2 separate regions of the Sus scrofa genome follow, and region 2 is linked to region 1. Evidence: chromatin contacts called from public Hi-C data. All regions are on one chromosome and are shown on one strand. The core of a region is the stretch at or near the end of the contact, and the rest is flanking DNA. Distances in the headings are between cores, read along the strand shown. Region 1 overlaps OSR1 (protein odd-skipped-related 1). Region 2 overlaps LOC106509892 (a long non-coding RNA gene).

Region 1 (6,438 bases), core at 1,897-4,396:
TCGATGTTTGAGTAAGTGTGGGTGTCAGTGTCCTCAGTGAAATGAAGGTGATGCCCAAAGGCCATGGAAGGGAGTCAGTCTGCAAACAGCTGCAGAGAGTGTGGTGTCAAAAGGGCTCGTTTAAAGTGAGGCCGAAAAGCAAATTTAAGGTCAAAGTTGAGAGTTGTAAGACGATGACACTGCTTCTAGAAGCCAGGTTTGGAGGTCAGTGAGTAGAGCTTAATGCATAAGAGCTGGGAGATGTGTGGATTTGTGTGCGTTTGTATATCTGTGAGGCTCTTTGTATGTGTTTTGTGAGCCCCTGTGTGTGTGTGTGTGTGTGTGTGTGTGTGTCTGTGTGTGTCCACACGCATGGCTCCCTGCATTTTATTCAGTAGCACAATACTGGTTTTCCCAGTTTATCTCTGCACCTCGTTGTCAACTCTGCTTCAGAATGTGTGAATCCCTGTTTATCTGTCAGTGTGTATTTCAATGTTTGTCTGTCTGCCCGTGAGTGTGTAAGTGTGCTTCCAAGTTTCTGTTATCTTCACAGGAGAGTGTGATTCTGTGTTGACCCGGGCTTGCCTGGATGTAAGTCTCTGCACACCACTTCCCCCGTGTTTCTGCCTTTCTCAGTATCCTGTACACCATAGGCTCTCATTTTAAGTTGGTCGCACTGCATAAGATTTAGTTTGGTTTCTGTATCCGTTGTGTGTCTCTGCCTGTCTCTGCCGGAGGCCATTTGGAAGGCGTGCTCGAACCACAGACAGTTCCTGTCTTTTCCGTGAGGGCAGTGAGTTCCTTGGCTGGGGTCTTAGACTCCCAGCCCCTGCTCAGGAAGACGGAGAGGGTGTGGCCAGGCTGGAACTCAGAGGAGGGCACCTACCCTGAACTTCTCTGTTCCTCTCCTCTTCCCCCTTCGTCTTTTCCTTGCAGATCGAGATTGAGGACAGACTGCCACGACCGCCATGGGCAGCAAAACCTTGCCAGCGCCGGTGCCCATCCACCCATCCCTGCAGCTCACCAACTACTCCTTCCTTCAGGCAGTGAACGGCCTGCCCACAGTGCCCTCGGACCACTTGCCCAACCTGTATGGTTTCAGTGCACTGCACGCGGTGCACCTGCACCAGTGGACGCTGGGCTACCCCACTATGCACTTGCCGCGCTCCTCTTTTTCTAAAGTGCCGGGCGCTGTGTCCAGCCTGGTGGACGGGCGCTTCCAGCTGCCCGCCTTTCCCTGGTTCCCTCATGTCATCCAGCCCAAGCCAGAGATCACTGCTGGAGGCAGCGGGCCCGGGGCTCTCAAGACCAAGCCGCGCTTTGATTTTGCCAACCTGGCCTTGGCCGCCACACAAGAAGATCCCTCCAAGCTTGGCCGAGGGGAGGGTCCCGGTTCCCCTGCCAGTGGGCTGGGTGCCCTCCTGGATGTGACCAAGCTGTCCCCAGAAAAGAAGCCCACGAGGGGACGCCTGCCTTCCAAAACCAAGAAAGAGTTCGTATGCAAATTCTGTGGCCGCCACTTCACGAAGTCCTACAACCTCCTTATCCATGAGCGGACGCACACAGATGAGCGGCCCTACACATGCGACATCTGCCACAAAGCCTTCCGGAGGCAAGACCACCTAAGGGACCACAGGTGCGTTACTGCGGGTGGCCCCAAAGAGAGCTGTTTGTCAGCTTTCGTCCTCACCATCCTCCTCCCTAAGGCCCAGCGAGGTTCATGAGACAACCCCCCACTGGTTTCAAACCCGCTAAGTTTCTGGGATTCCCCCAGATCTCCAAGGAAACCACACAAATCTCAGGGATGGGGTCCTGGAGCATGGGATGGAGAACAGGGGCTGAAGAGGACTTAAGCTCCAGACAGGCACAGCTTCCTCCAGCCTCCGCGCTGTGCAATGGACGTTTCTGTGCTGATGGACGTGTGTGACATGTGATTGTTGAGCATTTGAAATGAGCAACTAGTGTGACTGAGAAAGTGACTTTTTGGCTTTGCTGAATTTTAATTTTAATAACCACCTGTGGCTGGGGGCTCTCCTCTTGGACAGCACAGCCCCAGCAGGTTTGCCACTCAGGTCCCCTCCCTGACCTTCAGCATTGACTCAGGCCTTGTAAAGAGGCAGGGGCTGGCCCCTGGTTGGGAAGGTGGTACCTCAGCTGAGCTAGACCTGCGTTGGGTTCAGATGGATCAGATGGTGCCCCAGTGTCTCCCTCACCTCTTTACTGCAGCCTCAAACTCAGCGTTTGCCAGCTGCACACTAGGAACCCACAAGCTCCTTCCTTTTGAGGGCAAGCGCCTCACTGCAGTGGGAAGGGATCTTGGATAACTGTTTATACCATTGCATCATTTTGCAAGGATTAACTCTGTCTGTTTTTGCCCTTAGATATATTCACTCCAAAGAGAAGCCTTTCAAGTGTCAAGAGTGCGGGAAAGGATTCTGCCAGTCCAGGACTCTCGCTGTCCACAAGACGCTACACTCACAGGTGAAGGAGCTCAAAACCTCCAAGATCAAATGCTAAATAGAGCCTCCAGGGCACCAGGACCCTGGGTCTAGCCACCCCCTCCTCCAAAGGGACAGAAGCCGAAGGCGACTCTGGCGGGCAGCGGGAGGGGCTCCCTGGACCTTCCCCGTCCCAAACGTGTCCCCTGGGTCCCCGGCGCACGCGGAACTCCAGAGCCTCGCCCCGGGCCGTGACCCCGGCCGCCCGGGCGGCTCCCCCAGGACGCGGCTAAACTCTTGGCCAAAAGGCGGTACTCACGTGGCGGAAGGGAAACTGCATTTAAAAAAGAACGAAAGCTTCGCGGAGCCGCAGCGGCGCCTCTCCCAGAAGTATTACTTTTTCTATTGTTATTTTATACGTTTTCTTTATTATTTTTTTTCTTTGACCATATAAGCTTGTAACTCTGACGGCGGAGAGCGAGGGGAGTGGGAAGGAAGTTCTGTGCTCTCGCAGCTTCCAACCCCTCCTCCCGCCCCCCTCCCCACCCCCGGGAGCCTGCAAAAGTGTAATCCCTGTATCTGCTTCGGCGGCCGGCCCCGGGATCCCGGGGCCGGGGAGCGCCCTCCCAGCTCCCGCCGCGCAGCGGGCGGTGGGCTCCTGGACTCGGAGGGCGGGGAGGGAGCCTGGGGCCCTGGGGCTGGAGGGGCCGGGCTTCCGGCTCCCCTGTTCCGCCGCCCCGTCACCTCGAGCGAGCAGCGGGCCAGGAGCAGGGCGATGGATTGCGATTGGCACTTTATGCTGACCATCGGTAACGGACATTTATCACTGGAGTTTTTAAAAAATATTAAATAAACGGCTATTTTACAGGCATTGCAGGATGGGTAATTTCCCTCCCCAACGCAGAAAACTGGCGGTCCCTTTCTTTGAGGCGAGCGGGGTTTCGCTGCCCATCCCAATCTGTCCCACTTCCAGAACCTTCCCCTTTTGGGGGTCGGCGGTTTGGCGTGGGTGCAGAAGCTCTCCTCCCTCCCGGTGTTGGCCTACCTCGGACCCCACCCGAGTTTACTTTACTTTTCTCCCCCACTTCGGTTTTAGGGTCTCAGTCTCCCCACTTCGAATCTCCCCATCAAAAGCTTCTGAGTTTACAAAGAAGCCGCTACTCCAGCCCTGGGAAATCTCAACCAGGTGCAGGGGTCGCTTAGGGTCCACTAAGGGACAGAATGTCACCCACCTTGCCGACCAAAAGTCTCCCTATGGCCTCTTGATTCTACTTCGGGGAGGGAAGGAAGGGCCCTCACGGACAGCCTCCGACGGGTTCAGACCCCTGGGCCCCAATAGGCAGCTGCCTCTGCAAAGCCCCAAACCTACATCCCTCCCGCCTTTACGATGCCCCTGACACAGTTCTCTGGCTGGGCTTGTCCCCAGCCCAGAGCCCGGCTCCACGCCCGCGAAGATTCCCTGCAGTTTTAAAAGCCTTGTCAGGAATGGCGGGGGCGGGAGCGGGCACCCTGGGAGGCCCGGAGAGTTTAGGAGGAGAAATCTGAGTCCGCCCTCCACGAGTTGAACCATCCCTGGGGCGCCTAGTTTTCCCACAATTAGAGGCCAGGCCGCCGGGGGCTCTCCTGCTTGGGGCGGGGCGGGGCTCCCCCAGCTCCAGCATCCTGACCGCGCGGCGGCGCAGGCGGTGGCGCCCGCGGCCTTTCCCGAGCCGAGCGCAGCCTCTGTGCTCGGCACTCGGCGGCTGCGGAGACCGCTGCGCCGAGCTTTCTTGCAACGGCGACCCCCAGTCCCAGCCTCAGGCAGGGCCCTCTGGTTTGAGAAAGAGGGCGGCTAGGGCTGTGGAAGTTAAAGTGCTCTAGCCTTTCGCTGCCCGTTCCCACCTCCTCTGGGGATGCCTCCTCGCCCTCGGCGGGCTTGAACTCTGCGGTTCCAGAACCCGGTTTATCTCTGTGGCCTTGGCCGGGACGGCTTGGAAGTGCAGCATTCGGAGCCACGCTGCCCCCTGCTGGACAGGCCTGGAGGGGCGGCCCGGGGCCCTTCACTGTACCCTGCCCACAACCCGGAGTAACTCTCCGCCGCGGCCCCTATGCGGGGCCCGATCTTGCCCGCAAAAACCTTCCTGGCTTGTCCCAGGACCCACTGCGAACGAGGGGCTGGGCGCTGCCGGTTCGGGACCGGCCTATGTGATCCCCGATAATCGAGAAAGATCCCAAGCCTTTTTAATCTCGAGTCCGAAAGAGCGAATGGAGTCCAGATCCCAGAGAACTGGGCACGAGGAGGGAGAGTTAATGCGTACTGGGCATCGATTGCTTCAGCCTGAGCGGGCAGCGCAGGCTGTGGTATGGGTTATGCACTTGGCCTCCGCTTGTGCCAGAGCCCAGGGCAGAAGCCACATCCATTTCTCTGCTAGTCCCTTGAACAAGATGAGAACAGTGCGTGGGTACACACACACACACACACACACACACACACACACACACACCTGCAACCCAGGGCTTTGGGCACCTCTGAGGACCTGAGAGCCTCGCTCCTCCTTTTACTCTTTTTGAGGTTCCATCTTTCCCAGGGATTGACCACTGCTGCCTGCTCTGTCCCTTACATTGTGCTTGACTGCCACCACCCCGGGACACACAGAACCTCTGCCAGGACTCAAGGACTATAAAGACTGGGGAATGCCAGGGAGAGTTTTCCTTTCTTGCCTACCCCACCTCTGGTACCATCAATCCCCACCCCTCCATCCCTAGGCCCTGCCTTGGAGAGACTTTCCCTATCAAGTGTGCATTTTTGGAAGAATGAATCCCTAGCGCAGAGGCTGCGGGGTGGGGGCGGGGTCAGTGCTGGGAGTGGGGCGGGGTGCTGCTCAGAGACCTCCAGTGTGTTCACAGTACCTCTGCAATCATCCTGGTGGACCAAGAAGCTACTTCTCAGCGTAGCTCGCTGCAGTCTTTACTCGTGGCAGTGATTCATAGACTGTGCAGTAACAGTGACAGAGAAAGGGCAAGCCTGAGCCCGGGGCCACCAGACCCCACACCCTGTCATACTCTGTGGGTCGCGCGAAAAGGCAATGGAGGCAGTCGGAAATGTTGGGTGGGTTTTATTGCCTGTCCACTCTGTAGGTGGCCAATTTTTCTCAGCTACACCTCTGGAGGATTCCTCCTCCCCTCCACTGCCCCCCCACCCCCGTTTTCAGACATTAAGCTCCTTTGTCTTGCGTGCCCAGCGTGGCTAGGGCCGGGTTACAGGAGCAGAGGAGGTGAGAGTTCAGCTTGGGCCCTTCCCAAAGCTGCTAGGCCTGCGATTTGTGTCCGGTGCAGGGGACGAGGGAGCTACCCGGCTAGACTTCTTTGCTTGGGCGGCTAGAAGGCGCGAGAGACCCTGGGCGCAGCCTGGAGCTTCCCAGCGCTATCTCTGGGAAGCGATTAGGAGTACCCTGGGCGAAAGAACAGCCCGCAGGGGCTTCTTCCCAGAGGAAAAGTTCAAGTTCCACCTCCTCCTTCCGAATTGGAAGTGTTCGGGTTGCACGAAGAGACATTTTCCCGCGGACCTCCTCGTCTCGGGATTCAGGGCTAGCATAGGGTTCTGGGGGTTAAGGAGATGAAAGAGGGCTCCTGGACGCCGCCTCATCTGCAAGAAGGTGGGACAGGTGATATCTCCCCACCCCCACCCCTGGAGCCCTGGTGGCGGAAGAACCGGCTCAAAGGCGTCCCATCCCACCTCTACGTCAGGGCATCCTCCCGCCGACACAATGACGTCACACAGGCAAGAGCACAAGGGCTCCGCGACGCCTGCAGCGTATCTTATTTACGTACTTTCATGACGTCACAAATGGGCCCCGCCTGAAGCGCTGTCATTACTGCTCCCACATTTCCCAGCCCCGCCCCTCGAATCCTGCCCATAGACGCGCCAAGAATCGGTTCATCCCCACCGATAGGATCTGCAGCCCCGAAGCATTGGCAGGTGCTCTTAGAGAAGGAGGGTGCCCAGCAGCCTCTGCCTGCGGGATCGGATGGTTTAGAAAGG
Region 2 (6,438 bases), core at 2,500-4,999, 440 kb after region 1:
TAAGGAGTGCCTCTGGTTATATGACCTTGCACAAGCCACTTGTCCACCCTGATCTCAGTTTCCTCAATTATAAGTAGGAAGATTGGATCACATCAGTGGTTCTCAAAGTGGGGAACTTTTTAGAAATGTAGATTCTTGGGCCCTATCCTTGAACTACTACCTTAGGTCATCTACATAGGGCCCTATGAAGCTCTAAAGGCTCTGTGTCCCACTGTACTTTGAAAATTACGTTGGCTTGGGGTTATCAGATACAACTTAGAATAGATTTACAGGGAGAGCCTGCTGAGTAGCATTGAGAACTATGTCTAGATACTCATATTGCAACAGAACCAGGGTGGGGAAAAAAAATGTATACATGTAAGGATAACTTGATCCCCTTGCTGTACAGTGGGAAAAAATAAAAAAATAAATAAAAAAAGAAAATTACATTAGTATCAGTACTTTATTCACTGTGGACAACAAACACTCATTTAGCATCAACTGTTTGTCTGTTGGAGGCATCCTTTGATGCATAGAGCCTCGACCGCCTATGTCTTAAGGATTTCACTGTCTACCGAGAAGAAAAAGACAAGTCAACAGAAAGCCTAGCATGATAAGTGTGGTATTAGTGGTAATCCCAGGGGCTATGGGAAGACAGAAGAGGGAGGAGAGACTCAGCCTGGAGGAGCTTTAACTCAGGTAGGTGATGGGGGAGGGAAAGGGTGAAAACTCAGGTTGTCAGAGAAGACTTCTAGAAGAAGGAAACTTTGAGATCTGACTATTAAGTCCAAATGAGAAAAGTATTAATTTACACATTTTACAAGGAAACCTGAAAATCACAGCAAAATTTCCAAGTGCACACAGCTATTGAGTGAAAGAGATGACACTTAAAGGCATATCTTTGAACTTAGAAACTCCTATTTGATTCGATTTTCTGCTTCTATAGTTCTTATAATAAAACAACCATTAGGGGACAATGGATCCCTCCCCCCTTCCCCCTCCACCAACACCACCCCCCCATAAGGTACAATCCCTGTAGGTCTGAGGGGGAGGGAAGTCCTTTAGTAAGTAGTCAGTGAGGCAGCAGTGGCGGAGAGCTGGGGCCCAGGCATTCACCAGTAAGCCTATTAAATGTATCAGATGTCATCGGTACCTCCTTTATCCTTCTCACTTTGGACCTCACAGGCTGATAAGAAGGGGAAAGCGTTATAACCCAGAAGTAAAACTGTTGCATGATTATAACCCTGACAGCCTCCCTCTAATGAGCTTCCCTGCAGATAGGGAGAGGGGAGAGTGCTTTGATCTCCAGGAACAGGAGGCAGAAAGGACCACTGTTTGGAGCAAAGCCGTCTGATGGGGTCCAGTCTTCCAGTAATCAAAGTCACAAGCTACCATCTGAGCCATTTGTGAACAGCAGATAAGATTAGCTGCTCATTTGATAGATCAGCCACCACCATCAATGGAGGCTAATTGTATCTGAAATATGACCAGGGAAGTGTCAGCTCCTGGAGACAAGCATTTCCTTTATCCTGAGTTTGAAGCCTGAACAACATTTTGTGTTCGAAAATTTGAGTTAAATGTTAATGCATGCAGCATTTTTCTCCTTTGTCCCCCAGTCAGAAGAGGAAATGTAATTTTTTTAAATTAGACATCAATACGTACTTATATTTTTCCAAAGAGTCTGCATTACGGCATCAGAAAATAAATCCTTTTTGGGTGTGAGACTGTGAGTCCAGGAATATTTGCTCCATGGAATACTTTCTTAGCTTCAGAGCTAAAAAAGGAAAGTGCTCCAGCTTTGGAAAATCATGTCCAGGAAGATGGGCTTTGAAATTCTAGAATGTTGTGTGGGGAAAAGAAGGGATGATTGGTCAGTTGGAATTTGAAGGAATTTATATGGGTAGCATTTTGCCTCAGAGGCTGATGTGACTGACAGCTTTACTTTCTTCAAACCTATTCCCATGTCTATAGAACTTGAGCTCGAAATGAATCATGATCATGCAGCTTGGACGGCCCTGACACTTTGGCAAAGGAAGAAAGCCCATCGTTCCACTCCACATCCGCTGAAGTTGGGTCTTTGCTACTTTAGAGAGCATTTGTTCTTTTGTATTCTCCAGGCACAAGAGCGTTTGGATTCTGGTCCTCTGTGAACATTTCTGTCCATATTTGTAAGTCATTCTAACCTTCCTCTTTTACAAAGCAGACAATGCAAATCCCCCACTCCCATCTCATTGTGCAGCAGCTCTGGCTGCTCTATTTCCAGCCTGGTCCACTATAGCTCTTAAATTGCTAGGTTGTCCCCATGTCCAGGCGGCTAGTAAAAGCTGCCTGAAAATGGCAAGGTATGATGAGAAGTACCTCATTATGGCTCCCAAAATACACAGCCCCAGAATAGCCTTGCTCAGTTGGGGTAAGAAAAGAAGGAGGGGACCAAGAACAGAACCACTCAAAGTCTCCCACCCACTGAAAGAGCACGAGAAAACTTCTGTCACCTTCACACAAACTCTCAAGCTATGATGGCATGGCAGGGACCACCTTCATGGCCTTTCTCCTAGTTCCTAGGTTGGGCTGACACCTGTCCTGCTAGCGTCTGACATCTCAGGTGTAGAAACTATCTTCACCCTGAATAAAGTAGTGACTGTGGGGGCAGTGCTCCAGTAGGGCCTCCAGGTTCAAGTCTCAGAACCACAGAATATTACAGAAGGAAGAGCTGTTATAATCAACAGCACCCTTAAAAAGCACCAGGCACTGTGCAAAGCATTTTCACTCCATAATTCATTTAATCCTCACCAGTAACTTCAGAGGGAGTTACAGTTATTATTTCTTTGTTTCTTTTTCTTTTTTTGACTTTTATCCTTTTTAGGCCCACACCCGTGGCATATGGAGGTTCCCAGTTTGGTGGTCAAATCGGAGCTATAGCTGCCAGCCTATGCCAGAGCCACAGCAATGCAGGATCTGAGCCACATCTGCAACCTACACCATAGCTCACAGCAACGTTAGATCCTTAACCCACTGAGCAAGGCCAGGGATCAAACCCACAACCTCATGGTTTCTAGTTTCATTCGTCTCTGCTGCGCCATGACAGGAACTCCTATTATTTCTGATTTAAAGAGGAAGAAAGGTTTATCATATTGCCCCAGGAACTCAGAGTAAATGGCTGAGCTGGTATTAAAACCAGATTTGTTCAACCGATGGCAAAATCTTTACTTTTTAATATTATGCAATAGATTACTTGGAATATTATTCCAAACTTATGTTTTGCCACAAAAGATTTGACTGACCCACTTCAGTAACCCTACCCCCATCAGGATAACTTCTAAAATTCCTTTTTATTATCCAGTTTAAAAATGGCCAGTCAAGTTAACTCTAAAAAAGCATGGCTAGGAGCATCTCTGAAACACAGATGTGCAGGTGCTTTTCCAAAGCTACATAGTCATGGGATGCTTGAAAACAGAAGCCAGGACTCTTATCCCCCAGGCCATTTCCCTGCTTGCTCTGCATTTGCTCCAAAGCATAAGGTGAATCCACTCTGTACCTGCAACACATTGGGATGATGCCAACAGAGGATGCCAAAAGAAGGCTCTTCTATATCCAAGAAGACGACACAAAATATCGAGGATCAAGTGCAAATTTCTAAGCACTAACGATGAGCATGAACTTGCTTTCTAGAACACATTGTAATCAGTTTTACACAGTCTCCCAAAGATTCTAGATGGCTAAGGATTGCCTACTTGACCCAATTACTCACTCCACATATTAAAATACTGAGGTGTGAGGATCATAGTGCTTTGCTAGGTCTTCTCTGGACCTCAGTAAATGGGGTGTGAAATCAGAGAGACTCAATGGAGATCCAGTAAGAGAGAATTTGTGACTGCCAAGTTCTATGAACTCATTCCTCAGGAAGTAAGACAGCAGAAAGTGCTCTGAGATAGAGGGAAAGACAGGTCCTTTCCTGAAGGTTTGTGGGTGAGGAAGAGCACAGGATGGGGAACATTACCCACCATCTGAGGAGCTTCCTTAGGCCTCCTGCCAACAATCATGGCTCTGCTATAAGCATCTTAGGTTGTTCAGGCAATATGGCTTTTTTTCTCCCTTGATCTTACTCACACTTGCCCAGTTTTTACCTTTCTATGCAGTTTTAGCTCATATCTGGGAGAAGCATCTTCAGCCATTTACAACATTTTGGTGCTCTGAAGCGTGATTGAATTCAAGGGTGTTTGCAGAGCAGGCTCTGTGCTGGGAGCAGGAAAGCTTGTGGAGCTCAGTCTCTGGGCATACCCAGGGGTCAGGCTTCCCCAGGAATTAATTTTCCCCCAAATTCCAAATAGGAAAGAGGGATAATTCCAACATTGCCTCAGAAATCAGGAGGCCAGGTTGTTCTAATCCAACATCCTCAACTGTCTCACTTTGAGCAAAATCCTTGATTTCTACCCTGGAACTCATTTTTTTCATGTCAAAAATGAGGAACTCCTCTAGCTCTTACTCTAAGTCCATGTTATTTTAAATCTTTGCACGTTTCCTCCAGGAAGCATTCTGAAAGAGGCTGACTCTCAATAGGCACTAAAAGGATAAGGACAGACAGACAGAGGGACAGACATACAATGAAATACCTGACCACTGCTCTTCAAATCTGTCAAGGTCATGGAAGACATTAAAGGACCAAGAAATTGTCACCCATTGGAGGAGACCAAGCAGGAACAACATCTAAAGCAATATGTGGGATCCTAGAACAGAAAAGGGGTATTGGTGGAAAAACTGGGTTAAGTCTCTAAGTTAACAGTTTAGTTAATAGTATTGCGTCCCTGTCAATCTGTTATTTTGATATCATGGTTATGTAAGATGTTGCATTAGAAGACATTGGGTGAAGAGTATATGGGAATATCCTATAATGTCTTTGCAAATCTTGTTTAAATAAAAAAATTATCTCTATATAAAAAAAACTAAAAATAATAAAAACATGAGTATCTATTTTCCAAGAAAGCAGGACTATAAATTTCTCAAGGCCAGGAGTCTTCTTTTCTCTTTCTGTATTTTCCTTAGCACCATACAGGTATATGACAGTAAGTTCTCAAATTCCTATTAGAATCAAGTTAGCCCCAAATTATTCACTACCAAATTTTAACCTGGGACAGTGCAACATATAAGAAATTGCACTGTTGTCACTGTTATAAGAAGTTAGTATTGCAATTGTGGTATTTCTACAACAAACAAAAAATAAAATAAAATAAAATAAAGTCCAGAAAAATGTCATTATTTCCTGTCACCAAGGAAAAGAAATATCTCCATGTTCAAGTCAGATAATCAGACCAATTTAGGAAAATGAAAAGAGAAAAAGTAACAACACAAAAGATCAAGTGGCTCCTTTAAAAAAAAAAAAATCATCGTTGCTATGTGGACTGAGCTGGAGGCTCCAGATAACAGTAACCGCTCAAGAAAAATAAGAACAAAAAAAAACCCTCGGAGCTTTCAATTTGTTTTTCATAATAAATGAATTGCCCCCACCAAAATGCAGCCTTGAGGAGTTAATTAAACAGCTGCCCCCATGGCTGATTCTGAGATGTTAGGAGGCCCATGACAGGCTGCTAAACAAATGGGGCAATAAAGGTGTGGGCTGTTTGACTTGATTGAAGAGCTTGAGTTTTTCACCCCTCAGTCTCTAAACCATCTGGAAGTGAGTTCGTGGAATGTGGGATGGCAGCCTCTCTGCTCTTATCTACTGATAAGATTCTCCGCCTCAAACACGTGTATTAGAAAAAATATTTTAGACCTTAGAGAACTTGCGAATCCTCCCTCTAAATGTTGTGCTATAGCACTGAAGAAAGTACACTTGTCTCACATATTGTCCCCTCTGAGTCTAGGGCTTTTGATACCAAAATGAGCCAAGAGTGGAAAAGTTGATCTAAAGGAAAACCGTGCTTGGGTTTTAATTCTTGAGTTGCATCCACCCTCTCTGAATCTCCATAAATATTACGCTATAAAGGTTAGGCTTCTGAGAGTTGCCCTAAGATGAGCCTGCCATGCAAAGAATGTTGGAGCAAAAAATTTGAGGATAAGGGCCAATATCTTTCCACACTTACAACTGCTGTTCAAGCTGAATCATAAAAGGCAAAATTTCTCAGAGTGAACTACAACTTCACCGACAGAGGTTCAGGTGTCTGACAACAAAAAGGTTTGGCTTCTGGGAATGAAAGAAATATGAAGATTGTTCTTTTCGCTTTTAAAGACTAAAAATGAGAGAGTAGAAGTTGTGTGTATTGTTGCAACTGATGTGTGTCTGATGGGAATGATATATGAGATTGTGTGTGCCTGGGAGTGTAAAATTAAATTCAGACTAAATATAATAAGAAATAGGATTAGATGAGACTAGTGCTATCTTGGGTGAGATGTACATACACATAAATACATCACACACACACATACAAGAACTGAAGGGATGCAGTAGCTTCAAAAAAGCTTTCA

The links. A called contact is a pair of places that touch in the nucleus more often than the background predicts.
Region 2: a contact with region 1 is called in a Hi-C map of omental adipose tissue, with 1.7 times the contacts expected there. A contact is called at or near these places in 3 of 47 Hi-C or Micro-C datasets (fibroblasts, heart right ventricle and omental adipose tissue) and 1 of 2 datasets of targeted methods (skeletal muscle).

Annotation. Positions count from the first base shown.
Region 1 is chr3:118,761,820-118,768,257 of Sscrofa11.1, forward strand. OSR1 (protein odd-skipped-related 1) reads left to right here. Exons shown (of 7, transcript XM_021087818.1): 6 at 916-1,615; 7 at 2,361-3,288. The coding sequence starts at 948. The coding sequence ends at 2,496. It overlaps LOC106509896 (a long non-coding RNA gene), which reads right to left. Exons shown (of 2, transcript XR_002342968.1): 2 at 5,496-6,042. It overlaps LOC106509893 (a long non-coding RNA gene), which reads left to right and starts at 6,042. Exons shown (of 4, transcript XR_002342967.1): 1 at 6,042-6,438.
Region 2 is chr3:119,198,377-119,204,814 of Sscrofa11.1, forward strand. The region is part of intron 4 of LOC106509892 (a long non-coding RNA gene); the gene reads right to left. It overlaps LOC106509894 (a long non-coding RNA gene), which reads left to right. Exons shown (of 4, transcript XR_002342975.1): 4 at 1-2,871. Among named protein-coding and RNA genes, the nearest start is that of RDH14, 250 kb to the right of the region's middle.